Linked DNA regions of Hordeum vulgare: region 2 is linked to region 1. A link is a contact called in public Hi-C data. All regions are on one chromosome and are shown on one strand. The core of a region is the stretch at or near the end of the contact, and the rest is flanking DNA. Distances in the headings are between cores, read along the strand shown.

Region 1 (4,624 bases), core at 1,440-3,939:
GTGGCGATCAAGTGGGTGGTGGGTGGGCCATAGAAGTCCCCATAATCCACCTCGGAGACAACATTTGAACAAGTCAGACTTTGCGTAAGCGAGATCTGAAGTGACAGGATCTGGTCGAGCGTGTCGTTTAACATCGAGAAGCTGACCTGACCAATCCTTTGTATGTTTTTGGAGTTAACCTCCGTGACTACCGGACAGGAAGCCAATTCGGCAGTAGCCATTTCCCACAGTTCGGACACTCTGGTTGGTTTGGAGCTTGAAGCCTACTCTCCAAAGAACGAAGGATGAAGACTATGATCGGTCAGGGGACCCAGAGACAAGGCTTCGGGATTTTGCCATTCATCGGCCGTGGCCCTGAAGTTAGCGGGGAATAGATTGCCTCACAAGTCGGCAGAGAGTTCAAATTCTCTGAACCTTATCTAGTGACCGGGGACAAAACCAATGATCTGGCTAGGATGGTCGGTTATGTCCGTGCTCGGCGTGAAGACGCCGAGCGTGGAGACATGTTCGGGGGCGAAGATGCCCTTGTCGCGGACTCGATCGTTGATGATCAAGCGAGCCATCGATCCTTTCGGTGATCCAACGGCCGAACTCTCAACTAAGGCACCAATGTCAGCATCAAAACCGAAAAATCTATGGGTTGCAGAAAAAAGGGGGATAATATGATTACCCAGGTTCGGGCCCTCTTGAGGAGGTAAAACCCTACATCCTGCTTGATTATATTTATGGGGAATGATGGTTACAGAGTTTATCTACCTCGAGATCGTACGAGCTAAACTCTATATGAGATAACCGGCCTCTACGCAAAAGATCTCATGGTTTATATAGACACTAGGGCCCGTAGGGTTACATGTTACCGACATAGATCGGCGGTAGATGGGACGAACTAGTCCTCCTGCCTTGGAGTGCATGCCTAGTCTTCGGAGCATTCCATCTTGATTATGTAGACGTCAAATAATCGGATCTTTAATTATGCAACCCATATGATTGGCCCATAAGGGACAACACGACTGCCCGAGGACCCCTTAATCTGGAACTCCCTCACCCGGTGTATGCGAAAACAGCCCATGGTCGCCAACCTAGCACCACCCTGTCTCGAGAGAGTGACTCAACCTTCCCCCACAAGTAATGCGGGCTCTCTGCTAGCATCGACAAAAGTAATCAACAATGCCCCATCCCACAAAGGGGTATCATGGTCGCACATGTAAGGTTGAGATGGTCAACACATCTTAAATCAAATCCATTTTCAAAAACCAGAGACGCTCACTTGCCTTGGTACACCACTTCTTTGTCAAGAGGTTACCTAGGTCAACACCATCTCCCTCGGGCATTAGTGGCACCCGACGGGGTTTCTGAAAAGTCTTCGAAAGTATTTTCCCTTTGTCTGTTACCATCCATATCCCCATCCCATTTGCGTAGAAACTACTAGCGACCAAACTACTTACGACCCGCACGATCCTCATAGGATGGTAGGGTCATGCTCAGTGCAAGTATCAACGAGGAAACATCAGAGACAACCCACCGAGGTGGTCACCCATTCAACATGCTTCTGATGCAATGAAATAAAATTCCATATGACATGCATAAATGGTTTCAAGTCATCTTCAAGGGGCTTTTTTGCCTGGCTTAACAAAGTCTCTGGGGTCTACAAAGTCTTCTGGTCCAAGCCCCATGTCAACAACGCAATCTATCGTCACAATTATAACGACAATAATAAGGCCATAGCAAAAACTGTAAAAATAACACACTCAGAAAAATGTCAACCTATTTTTGTAAAATACTAGAGTTAATATAAGTCTTGTAAAAAATATTGGATTTTGAATTTTAATTGTAAAAAGTATCACAAGGCATTTTAATAGATAGTTAAAATATTCATAACTAGGGTTTTAAACAAAAAAGCATAATTCTTTGTGTAAAAATTACACAAGTCACACCATTAAATAGCTTAGGTTTTTGGAAAATTTAGGATTTTGAACCATTGCATTTGGACCATTATTTAATCCTAGTTAATTTTTACAAGTTGCAGATAAAATAGAAGAACAGAAAAGACACTATGCCTTTGTGGGCCAAAGCTGGTAGCTGAGATGACCTAGCCGAACCAGGCGCGTGTGACGCGTGCGTTCAACCCTGACCATGGGCCCTTCCTGTCAGTGGCCCAGAGAGGAGAGAAGAGAGGGAACAAGATGATAGGTGGAGCCCATCGGTCATCTCCTTCCCCACGACAGTGAAGGGGAGGAGCTCACCGGCAGTGACTCCGGCGATGGATTGACGCGACGATGGCAGAGATAGACACACGGCGATACCCCTGATTAGTGAGAGGTGGAGGAGGTCGTCGGGGCTTAGGGGTTCGCTGGTGATGAGGCATGCAACACAGGGAGCTTCAGGTGACGACCACCGGAGTTGTTCCTGGATGCAAACAAGGCGGCAAGCAGGGGGGAAAGGGTGACAACCGTCCCATGGCTCCAGATCATAGAGGAACAGGGGCGGAGGAACTCCCTACCATGCTGGCACCGGTGTCCAGAGATGGCGGCGCTCGCCTCGATCCCGAGCGCAGAGAGTAGGAGAGGGGGAAGAGGTGGTCTAGGCGTGCGATTGGGGTCGGGGAAGAGAGTCCAGAGGTGAGGGGGCCTCGGGGAGGCCTTACTATAGGCGCGCGGTGGCGACAGTGAGTAGCATGCACGGGAGGGCTCGGGCGCGAGGCCTTGGACTGTTGTGGCCGGCCGCGTGGCATGGGCACGACCTAGGGACTGCAAGCGATGTTGCAGTGGGGGTTGGGGACAAGTAGAGGGGCTCTGGGCATCGCCTATGTGACCTCACTCATTGGGGGTCTCTGGCGGCACCACGCACATGCGTGGGGAGCAGCAGGAGGGGCAGAGAGGACAGGCCGAGGACTTGGCGCGAGTTGGTCGTTGAGACGGAGCTGCTTGCTCGCGGGAGGGGCTCGAAGAGGCCAGGTGATGGGCACGGAGTGAGGTCAGCACTTCAGCTGTCGTGTACCGCATTCCAGAGTGCAAGTGTGGCCGACATGATGATGTTTCTCACCTGCTCTGGCATGGTGTCGACAGGATGTAGGGGAAATAAATAAGGGCATCTCCAATGATCGTACGATCATCGTTGATAAAATTGTCACGTAGATGATTTTGATGACATGACGTACAATAAAAGAAGAGAGAGAATGACATCGTATGAACTTGAAGCAACGGTTCAGGCACAAGCTCCGAGGCAAGCATGGTTATTTCTTTAATATTTAATTGACCCCCTTAATTACTTTACATACAATTAACATACACTCCATTGAAGAGCTTGTATGATGTGCTGTTGGTTGTTGACGTGGACACTTATACCAACGATTGAACATACAGACTGTTGGAGATGCTCTAAAGGGGGAGGGAGGGTTGCATGCTCAGGATGCTGGCTAGGAAAGGGAGCGAACAGAGAGAGGGGAGAAAAGATGTTGTCTAGAGGGGAGCAAGTGGACTTTCACCCCCTCAATCATGCATCTAGACGTTGGGGTGGCTCGTGGTGGTGCTCTGGGTCTGAGAGAAGCTGTGGTAACATTTTGGTGGCAAGGGAATAGTTTTGGGGGCTAAGGAGTAGTTTTAGGTCTCTGCCTAAAGGTGTTTAATGGGGTTTTGGGCAAGATTCTTTTTCCCAATTGTTGTGAGGCTTAACAAGATGGAGTTGTGGGTAAAAACAAGAGGTATCACAAACTTGAGCTCATTTGAGAAAAGTTGGTAATGCAAACTTGAAAAACCGTAAAAATGGACAAAATCATATTTCTAAAGCCTAGGATAGGCTAATATATCCCCACATATGCACAACTTGGTGTAGCTTTCTTATTTGGGGTCTAGATCACTCGTGTAAAGTTTGAGTACAATTGGATAAACTTCGCAATGTAAACTTGCTCAAATTTGGTTCTGAACACTGAGGGTTTGGGGCTATTTTGTTGAACCAAACCAACTGGGATTGAGATTCAACTTTGGAGGATCACCACATACATCATGTGTAACTTGCTACAATTTTCAAGCAATATATTGCGAATATTTCCCATGGGAATATCTCAAAAGCTTGAAATAGGCAGAAAGGGTTTTTGCGGAGTTTTGTCCAATATTTTGAACATGACCATGTGTTCAAACTCTTATATATGGAAAATATATGTTCACTCAGATTCCCTATATTTTCTTAAATATTTTTTAAGTAAGAAAATAATTTTTCCCTATGAATTACCTTTTTTGGTATCAGAAAGAAGTATTTAAATAAAATAGGAAAATAACTTTTAAAATAATTATTTTGTGGTTTTGGGAAGTCTTTTTGATAATAGGATCCAAATAAGTTCTTTTGGGTAAAACATTTCTCCTAAATTGAGGACTTGTAGTACAAATCTCAACTCGGGGGTTATTGAGACAAGAATTTTGTTTGTGATTTTATAAAAAATAGTTTATGGTCCTATACACATGACATGATCATTGGGCAAAGGTTTGGGGTCAAGGAGATGAGTTCTTGAGACAAGAATTTTTTTTGCGATTTAAAACACAATCAATAACACGAGCAAGTATCAACCAGATCAACCATCACAAGCACACAAAAAGTTTTAATTGGTTCTGAATTTTGTAAAAACATAATA
Region 2 (4,624 bases), core at 1,345-3,844, 950 kb before region 1:
CCAAGTTCCCAGCAAAGACCTTGAGGCAGACCCTACCTCGGTGCAGGTTGTACGCTATTTGAGAGCACATGAGGCACTCATCGATCAGATCACCTCTGACTAGGTAATGAGCTGCACGCCAACTGCTCGCCGGACCCCGGCAAGCCATGAAGCCGCAACCGCCTCCAGCAACCAGCACATCTTGGTTGGAAGACCTATTGAATCCTTCATGACCTCGGCAGAACTTCACCGCAGTTTGGATGCCTTTTGTAGTGAAGTTGTGCCAAGAGCACATCGTCCGAGACGTCGTCGCCACTTCAACCCTGCAGCCCCACTCCATGGCCCTGTTGACTCAGGAGCCTCGGCGAATAGAGGGGCCTTATTGGTTACTGAGCCCTCCAGCTCAGAGGCCAGTGAAGGCTGAGCGAGTCCATCAAAGTAGCTGTCAAGTCCTAGTAACCACGTTACCATGTAACGTTGTATTCACGTGATTGTGATAGAACGGTTTTTAATAACATTGCAGGATGCCTGCACACCTTGTTTTTATAAGTAAATTTACTAATCCGCATGGCCTTAGATTAAATTTTTGGGTGTGGCCACCTATCCACCAAGCCAGCTACCCGAGTGATGTATCACCTCGGAGTTGATACCCGAGTTTCCACCCCGATGAACCAGGTCACATGAGTGTCATACTGTCTGTCCCTAAACCAGGTACCTTTTGGGCCACCCATGACCTCTCCTAGCACTTCTCGCCAAGTACGCTACCCCGAGCGAGTCCTCCCCATGAGTAACCACTTGGATTCGTCCGGAAGTTCTGGATACAAACACACATAGGTAGTTGTGTTGCCTCACAACCCAGTATGGAGGAGCCCTGGTTTGCCCATCCCTTGCCCTTTAGGTCATCACCAAGGGTGTTGACCGATCAACGGGTGGAATAATTCTCACCCAGACTAGTGGAAAATTTTCAAATCTTCCATTGGTATGTGATTGTTGTCAGACCAAGGGGGGACATGATTTTCAAAACTCCTTCTAGGAGAAGTGAAATGTGTTTTCCCTGACCGAGAATATTTTCTCGGCAACCCCTTGCATGTATCCCGTTGACCGTCCTTAGACTGTACGTTAGTCCGGTAGTATGTTTTTCCTAATGCTAGGTGAGTAGCGATGTATTATTTGATTGCATTGTTTGCAACCGCATATGAGTGATTGTTTTCTATATGATTGCCTTGTTTGTACGTGCAACTGAGTGATCCTGTTCCATGCTTCCATGAGTGAATTATTTTTGTTCCCTAAGAAAATATGTGGGACGATATTTATTTTTAAAGGGGGTAGTGTCCGTCACACCCCAAAATTTTAATAATATTTTTATGAAATAAAATATTGCCTAGAACCAAAAGTTTTGAGAAATAAGTTGCTTCATGACTTTTCTCTAGGTCTCTTTACAAAAGATTTCTCTTCAAGTGGTATTTTTGTAGATCATTTAGTGCTTGAGCTCTTACTTGAGACCCTCTTGAATTCTTTATTAGATGGGATATTATTTTGTCCATGCTTAATTAAATATCTGAATTTCTGGATTTCAATTAATCTATGAAACACTCCTTTATAAAGATGCTTTCCCTAAGTAAAAGTTTTTGAAAATTTATGTGGGAACCTCAAGTACTTGCATCAGAACATTTCTTTTCTTCTGGAAATTTCATGGGAGAATTTATTTTAATATTTTTCCAATGTTTCCTTTATTGAAAAATGACTTATATTTTCTTTAAGGACCTGTTTTGCACTACAACCTTGTGACCACTTCTGAAAATTCTATACAAACTTGAAGTTGACCTATGATGTCCTTGGATCACATCTATGCAAAAACTTACCCAAGTGTTTTGAAATTTTTGAGAACATTAACTTCTTTTCTAATCTGGTCCAGATTTGAGTTTGTACTACAACCCCTAGAAATAATATTTCAAAAAATCTATAAAAATTTGGGGATGTCAAGTGATGCATGAGATCCACTTTTGTGCAAAAACCCCACTATGTGCTTTGGAAAAAACTAGCATAACATTCATTTTTCTGTTCTGGTCCAGTTTGATGATTTGTACTACAACCATATTGTTTCACCCTCTATTTGCTTTGAAATTTTGCATGCTTGTATGGAACCCTACCAAAATCTTAACTCCAAGAGATGAGCCCCATTGGATGATTTTAAGTGCATGTGATGATAGCTTCAAGATTTTGTCAATCAATATATGTTTCAAAATCTTGCATTAGCTAGTTTTGCTTTTTGCCAAACTAACCTCACCACAATTGCTAGAACCTAGTGAGACCCTAATTTGGAGGATTGGGTTGGCATCAAAGCTCATTGGAGGCCTCTTGCAATTAATCAAGCACTTGTGGTGCATGCCTAGATTTAGAATGAGTTTGGACGTGCACTGTGGAGTTGCCTCCCCAGCCAGACCCTCATGTCCAGTAGCCTTGCCTTACCTTCTAACCCACCCCTGTTAAGTGTTAGCTACAACAGATCATGGTAGACCACACCAACATTTCATCGAGCACCTGGTGAGCGTGCCCGAGAGCCCACGTGTTGCACGCGCTTGTTCGTGCCGCCGCGTCACCACGCCCCTTGCGACTTTGGTTAGCTTCTAGAGCCGCGCCGAGCCCCCTTCCCTGACAGTTGGTCGCCACCCCTGTGCGCGACCAGTGCAGCGGCAGCGCGACGGGCGTGGATTGTTCTGTGTCGCTGCAGTGGCCGACACCGCCCAAGCAGCCTCAGCCAGCCACCTACTCCCTAGACCACCTCTCGTGCACCAGCTGCTCGCTGCCTTGCTGCCCCAGACGCCCTGCTATCGCCGCTGTGTGCCTGAACCACCGGTAGCTCTGTCTCCTGCGTTCTTATTCGGAGGCCGCTGCAGAACCGATCTAAACCAGCTATAAAAGGAGTCCTTGAGCCCCTCTGAGCTCCTCAGTAGCCTCTCCTGAATCTTAGCCCCCTCCCCCTCGCCTCAATTCTGTCGGAGCTGCTCGTTTGTGACAGTAGCACCGTCGCAACTCTCTGATGAGATCCGCCACAGCCGAAGCCCCTATTGCACCCCACCGCACCAACCGCACTCCCTAGACCCTCTCGAAGCTGCGCCACCTCTCGAGCTCGACAAGAAGGCACTGTAAGCTGAACCAACCGAATCGGAAACGTCGTCCGCCATTGTTGAAGCTTCGCCCAGCCCTGAGCTATGTTGCTCTCCTAACCGCCAAAAATGGATGCGGTGTGCCCCCACGAGCATGTGCATAGTCGTAGCGCGTAGGGAGGTGCCCTGTGCCGCTGGCGAGCCTCGCCGGAAGATCTCCTCTGCTCTGCCCACGCTCGCACGGGAGGAAGCAGGAGGATCCGACAGGCGGGTCCCGCCTGTCGGCGAGCCAGCCTCAGCCCCGCGTGGTGCTGCCTACTGTTGCGCCTCCCCCGTAGGTAAATGCCTCCCTCAAAATACGTTTTCAGTTCTAGAAAGCGCATTCGTTTCCGAAGCGTTTTATTTTAGAATAGATTTTTAAAACAGATTCTAGGAGAATCTTAATATGGCTATAACTTTTTATAGGAAAGTCCAAATGGACTGATTCTTTTTCCTACCATTTTCTAACGGCCTCTAGTTTGTTTACATATTTATTTTAAAAGTATTCAAACAACTTTTGTGTGTCTTTTAATGTTTGTGTGTTGATTCAATTATTTTTCAAATTAGGATTTTGAAGAGAGGATACCTACTCCAAGATGTGGGATATACATCACCCTCCTCAAAACCCTAAGGCAAGCATCTTGAATCCAAATTTGCATAAAGTTGTGTGATGATTGTGGTGGTGCATATATTGCATGATTTTAGGTTATGTTGATAAAAATCTCGCATGAAATAATACCTTGCATAATAGCATGTGATGGATATTGATGTTGCTAAGTTTTTGGAAGGCAAGCGGTGAGTGGTTATTGCCTCATACTTAGTATGCTACGTTGGTCTGGACAACCTCGGAGTAAGGTGTTTCTGGTGGAAATGAGACTATAGGGTGACGCCTCGTGGGACGAAAGTGGTCAGTGAAAGCATGTCGGGGTGTGATGGTAGTAACCCGGAGATAATATCTTTAGCAAGATTGTGTGGTACTAATCCTTGCAGGAATAATATTAAACCTCCTAAGTCGACCATAGATCGAGTCTTGTCTGTGTGTCACCTTTCCCATCGTACTACCATAGTTTCCTGGATAATCTCTTCGGTATAGTCAGTTGTAGACCTATTATCAGTCACACACCAAGTAGAGGGGCCAAGATGAAGGTATCCAGGTCCCTGGATTAAATCCAGTCATCCGGTCAGGGGCATGGGTGTTTCCAGTCTGCGACCGGAAGGGAGGGCACTTTCCGTGAGCACGCGGTATAGATTTTGATCCCATTCAAGTCGAGGTCGGAGCGTCCCCGTCTTATGGTTTTGCCTTGGCAGCGTAGTCCGGGTGATGCCGGGATTCGCGGAGGAAAAATCGGTGTGTGCTGGTTATGAGAGTTTACTTCTAAAATACCGTACGCGGGATTAGTCCGAGTGACTATCGAAAACTGTTGGCTGTGGGTAAAGAGTACACCCTCTGTAGAGTCAAAACTATTCGAGTAGCCGTGTCCACGGACAAGGACGACTGG

The links. A called contact is a pair of places that touch in the nucleus more often than the background predicts.
Region 2: a Hi-C map of seedling shows a contact between it and region 1, with 2.8 times the contacts expected there. The contact joins two enhancer-like sites. A contact is called at or near these places in 1 of 6 Hi-C or Micro-C datasets (seedling) and 1 of 1 datasets of contacts at active chromatin or transcription factors (embryo).

The regions. Positions count from the first base shown.
Region 1 is chr6H:243,281,621-243,286,244 of MorexV3_pseudomolecules_assembly, reverse strand. No RefSeq gene overlaps it. Among protein-coding and RNA genes, the nearest start is that of LOC123403166, 350 kb to the right of the region's middle. Within about 2 kb of position 2,689, at least 3 of the 3 cell types and tissues checked have open chromatin away from gene starts, as enhancers often do. A contact at or near this core is called in seedling, where this site is marked.
Region 2 is chr6H:244,232,766-244,237,389 of MorexV3_pseudomolecules_assembly, reverse strand. No RefSeq gene overlaps it. Among protein-coding and RNA genes, the nearest start is that of LOC123406199, 430 kb to the left of the region's middle. Within about 2 kb of position 2,594, at least 3 of the 3 cell types and tissues checked have open chromatin away from gene starts, as enhancers often do. A contact at or near this core is called in seedling, where this site is marked.